Linked DNA regions of Acanthopagrus latus: region 1 is linked to region 2. Evidence: chromatin contacts called from public Hi-C data. All regions are on one chromosome and are shown on one strand. Each heading gives the region's core, a stretch centred on a gene start, on an enhancer-like site or on the middle of the called end of the contact. The rest is flanking DNA. Distances are from core to core; before and after follow the strand shown. Region 1 holds the start of LOC119034358 (exocyst complex component 3-like protein 4). Region 2 holds the start of gphb5 (glycoprotein hormone beta-5).

Region 1 (2,700 bases), core at 118-2,617, 140 kb after region 2:
GCAGGTGTTCTGATCCAAGGGGTTGTCGTACCCGCTGTATCCTATGAAAGAGTTAACAGCATTGTTAATGCAAAGAAACTGTGTTAAACCCAAAAGGGGTTTCATTTGGGAGTTTCTGCACACAGCCACTAGGGGGCAATCACTATGTTTTGCTTCACTTTGGAGGATCTATTTCAGTACGTCATCCATCATTTGGATACAGTTAATGGTTGCTTGACACATACATATCAATTAAAAACCTAGATAGCAGGGTGCCGCTAACCTTTGTTCCCAGTCTGGCCCGGTGCCCACTCTGTACTGCCGCACAAAAATCCCCTGCTGCCCAAAAATCACTTTCCCTGTAAAGCTCCACTACAAAATACGCAACTCTAATGACACCAAGGACTGTAAACAAGGCCAATTATGATTCTTTCTATTAATAATTTCTCATCCATCCTCACAGCTGGCTCTTGTTTCAACCACAACATGGCACAGAGTGATTTCAGGTCACACTGAATGTGCCCGCTCAGGTATTCCCCTCCCACTCCTGCAGATCCGGTTTGATCCGGTCAGATTGCACCTGTAATATCGTCCTAATGATGCTCCAAACCTCTTGATTTAACTACATAAATCCGGTGATGCTCACAGTTTTTAACATGTTTTCCGTACTCCATTTCTTTGTCTTTTCTAATCTTTAAAACACTTGTGAATTCAGAGGAGTCAGAAGAGCAGTCTTGTTGCATTTCTCGCGAACATTTTCCTGTGGCACATGTTCTTTGCTTAGATTAACCCTTTATAGCTCAGTTTTCATTCAAGAAAAGATTAAGTATTCAACAAACTTGTACTGAAGTGGCCGTAGACAGAAGTAAGAATGATAATAATAATGATTTATGCATTCAAACCAACAACATATATATAAATAAGAGACTCTTACCATCTTGTATGTCGTTGTTGTTATTCTCTATAAGAGGCTTCCTGCTGTCTGCTCCCCAGGATTTGCTCCTTTTTCTTATTTTCAAAAACTTCTTCATCTCCAGTTGTGCAGTCCGAACGATTCAGCTCCTGCTACTGTGTCTCTGCAGAGATTTGTTCTATCTGTGAGTCAGAGCAGCTCTGTGACTCCTTATATAGGCTGGGTGGGGATTTTCCCAGCACATCATCTGCACTGCAGCCTTTCTGTTAGCCTTACTTTCACTTTCCTCTAACTGTAGCTGCTTCCCATTTTCAGAGGGAAAGCTGTTGCATCATGCTGAGTAAAAAACAACAACATGAAATATTCAAACTGCAGCTGCTGATGCTGCTGCTTCTAACAATTATAACTATTATGATACTAAAGTGTACATTAAGTATTTTGGCAACCATCCTTTTTCCTTTTTTCAGAGCTTTTTGACTGACAGCACAAATGTGCTTGTTTCAGTTTCAGGGTCCTGTTTCATGTTGTCATGTCTTATTGGGACACTTTGATAGAAACAGAGCCACGTGTCTATATCAATAATACCTGAGGGGTCAAAATGTCAACAGGGAATATGCTAACATCAATATTGTCTCATGATACAGTTTAAATGCAGATTTGTTTATAGCGTAACTTTAATATAAAATCAACATCAGTTGAATCTTCTGACTAATCGATATCTGCCTGAAATCTAAAAAACTTAAACATTGTTTGCAAAATAAGAATTCTTGACCATGTTTTTCACGTCTTAGATCTCACAGGTATATTTCTGTTTTCTCTCGTTCTTATCTGACCAAAAATATAGATTTTTGTTTTGTGGATGACACTATTTTTAGTACATTTCCCAGTGGATGTTAATGTAAACCCTGACCTTAGTTCATCATGTATCACAGACACAATCATAATCCTATTCTCAAAGCTTAGTCTTGTGATTGCTATGTTACATACATACTGATCATTAGTTTCTTGTTTTCCTGCTCACCTGAAAAGCAGAAACAACAGGGAAGTGAGAGGGAGTGAAACTCTGCGCCTTCATGTATCTGTGGATGATCAGATAACATGCATGCCTTTGTAATGAGTCACGAGTCGAAAGCTGCTGCTGTCTACAATAAATCTCCCACTGGCAAACTGTATGAAAAAGCAAAGTTGAAAACAAACTGAGGTGTGGAACAGTTTGAATTGTCTGAATGACATGTTTGTGTTCAGACCGTTGTAGGTGTTTCTCAGGCTGATAATGATTACATCAAGATTTCCATTCCAGAGAACAAAAGGCAGTTAGAGAGTGAAAGCTCTCAGGGATATTCCCCACCGTCAATTCCACATGCAAAGCCAAGGGGAATATCCAGTATCCAACTTAAGTGCTGTCTTCAGAAGAGCCGGACATTCCCACAAATCCACACATTCAAGTATTTCATTATATTTACTATTTATAATCCCAAAGTGGGAAATTCTTCTTTCCATTGTTTTTTTAATAGCAAATAAATCATAATTCAAATATTGTTTCACATGTTTACAATGTTTGGTAACTGTTTGATTATTTCGTCTTAGTTAGGAAAGTTGGGTTCTTTTAGTCTCTTCCACATGGTGGAAGGAAGGTATAAGGTGGAATGTATACAGTTTATTATTAATTCAACAATGGCATTGTATCGGTATCGGGTATCATCAGATGCACAAAGCCCAGGCATCTGTATCAGTTGGAACAGTTGGATCGATGCATCCCTAGATGCCAGCTCCCAAGGTTTCATCGCATCGTAAATGAGATGACGAGA
Region 2 (2,700 bases), core at 119-2,618:
ATTCAAACTGGGCACCTGGTTCTTATTGCTCGTAATAAACAACCAAAAGCAAAATATGTATCACTATATATGAATTTCCCGAGAATGTAATTACTTTCAGCTCTTTTTAAACTTTAAATTCAACCCATAAATTGTGTTTGTGAGCATTTAATCCTCCATTTAGATCGAATAAGTCACATCCAGTTTATTCTACAGCATCTTTAGTTTTATTTCTGCATCAGTGTTGGGATGAATTACGCTGTGATGGATCAGAAATAACTACATTCATTAAATAAAAACTCCTCCCTTCACTGTAACTGCTCTCACTGACTCTGCCATCCTGTTTCCTCTTTAATGGTTATCTTGTGCCCCATCTTTATATATTTTAGTTTTTAAATGACTCACAGCTCCAAAAAAGTTTTACTTTTGTCCAGTAGATGGCGTCAGGCAGCAGCTGTGAAACTGGCTGCAGTCGCTGCACCTCAGCACCCATCAGGGTCGCTTCTACTGAACGTGCTCGAGCTGCACAGACTCACATTGTTACTCACAGTGTCTGACAACATGATGGAATTAGAATATTATAGTATTAAAGCTGTGAACCAGAACAAACTCCTCTCAGTCTCTCACCATCATCAGCAGCAGATATTTGCTCGGGTGTCGGGGAACCTCAACAACTTCTTGTCTGTGTTTCAAACTAACTCAAAATCAACATGTTGCATCATGATGAGGAATCACATCATTATGAAGCACTGGTCTCAGAACAGGATGGGTTCAATCAAGCCGAACCGAATTTCCTCTTAAAAAAAAAAAAATGAAGTATGACAAAGAAACGAAGCCAGAACTTAAAATCCATCTTTCAGTTTCAATCTGTGAATAATTGCACAAAAGCCGGATTGTGTAAATCCAGGCTTACTCTGTTTGTGCTGAATTACAATTAACCTCATCTTAATCACCACTGTTATCCAATTACATGCATCCTGTTGCTCCACACCCTGCACATTGTTCAATAATAGCCTCCAGATGGGTAATTCTCCCTGATGGTGATGAGGCCGGGAGTGTGAACCTGTCCCCGACTCATCCTCCTCACTATTTTCTCTAATCTAACTTTAATTGCTTTGGCTCAAACTTTCAACTTTAGTTTTTTAAAGATTTCATTTCCTGAACTACTTGAGAGCAGTTCTGCTCCGCTGGCTCCACACGCCGCTGCCTGCGGGGCCTCCGACGCTGGTAATTTCTTGATGAGGTGCTTACTCACCCAAATCAATTCTTCACGACTCCCCCGTCTCCCCCTCCTGTCACTGTCTCATCCGACGTGCTCTCGCACAAGCATCTTTCTGTCCTAAGTGAGCGATCTGTGCAGTTAAGCCTGCAGGACACAACTGAGTCACAGCCGGCTCTCTCTTTCTCTTCTCCTCTGTTTGTGTGTGAGAGGAAATGTGACTGGTAACAGAGAGCCAAAATGAAAAGAAAGGAGATAAAGTGGAGGAATCAGTGTGTTGGTGCTCAGGGGTGAAGTCATCGCAGCCGGCGTGTGAGAACAGGAGCAGGGTCTGTCTCTGGAGCCAGCTAATTGAGCTCGGATGAGTGAGAGCAGACGCCGGTAGGCTGCGTTCGAGTGCGTTGTTCCCCCGTCTTCCATGTGGATGACTGTGAACAAAAGGGCAGACTCTTCCCTTAATCAAGCTAATGGAGTGGGAACGAGCTGGTGGCTGAACTAGATGGGCAGCGACAGGTAGAAGAGCCTCCGGGGGGATTGAGGGAGGCTGAGGTGAGGACCTGAGCCTCCTGATTGGCAGGACACAGGCTGATAAAAGCAAAATAAAAAGAGCCCCGGCTCGTTCAGATCTGAGGAAGCGTACAGTGACAAGTGCGAGCTGTCCACAGTAACTTCAGAGCTGATCCTCTGCAGGTCTGCGAGAAGCACCGCTCACTGATTTCAACCACTTGTGCCATTGTGCTTCATCGACTGCTCAGTATACAACAGAACTGAGTCACAGCTGAGATGAACCTGCAAAAGAAGAAGTCACAGCGGTGAGTGAATTCAGAAAACACTAAATTCACAATGTGTGTGTTGTGTTTGACTGCTGGAGATGATTAAGTTCATTTAACAACTTTACACACTGCTGCATAGTTCCATCCTGTCAGCCTGTCTGCAGCTTGGTGATGACGCGTTTTGCAGCTGATAGAGTTTGTTTAGCGTCAAACGGAGGAGAATCATCCTTCACTTTATCACAAACATCCAACACCAACAGCTCTGCAGGATGAAAAAGTGTAATCTGAAAAGTAACTAGTAACTAAAGCTGTGTAACTCCACAACATGTAGTAGAGTTAAAAGTACTTTATTTACCTCTGATGTTTGGTGGACTAGAAGTTGCATAAACATGTCAAGTAAAGTACAAGAGCCTCCGTGTGTTTGTACTTATATGAAGAACTTGAGTAAATACACTAAGTTGCATTCCACCACTGCACCACTCCAAGGTCAAGGACGGACTGATGGACTGAAATTGTTTCCTAAAAACAAAAAAAAAAACACTATTTTTACTTCACATTAGTGGCAACGGTCCGCACAGTCTGGAGTCGAGTCTGTGCTGGCATACAGATTCCCGTTGACATTGTAAAAGTGGTGGTTTGTTACCTTGTGCACCTCGACCTGATCGATCGTGGCAGCATAATACTGCAGGCTTCTTTTGATCGCAGAGTTTTTAGCTGCAGGGGTTTCAA

What was found. Hi-C and Micro-C count contacts between places; a contact is called where the count stands out from the background.
Region 1: a contact with region 2 is called in a Hi-C map of muscle, with 3 times the contacts expected there. The contact joins the promoter of LOC119034358 here to the promoter of gphb5 in region 2. A contact is called at or near these places in 2 of 4 Hi-C or Micro-C datasets (both in muscle).

The regions. Positions count from the first base shown.
Region 1 is chr16:2,440,594-2,443,293 of fAcaLat1.1, forward strand. LOC119034358 (exocyst complex component 3-like protein 4) reads right to left here and starts at 1,368. Exons shown (of 11, transcript XM_037125309.1): 1 at 914-1,368; 2 at 1-41. The coding sequence starts at 1,010. All of the region lies in intron 1 of LOC119034352 (potassium voltage-gated channel subfamily H member 5-like), which reads right to left. The region is part of intron 4 of LOC119034366 (a long non-coding RNA gene); the gene reads left to right.
Region 2 is chr16:2,296,744-2,299,443 of fAcaLat1.1, forward strand. gphb5 (glycoprotein hormone beta-5) reads left to right here and starts at 1,369. Exons shown (of 4, transcript XM_037072000.1): 1 at 1,369-2,010. The coding sequence starts at 1,982.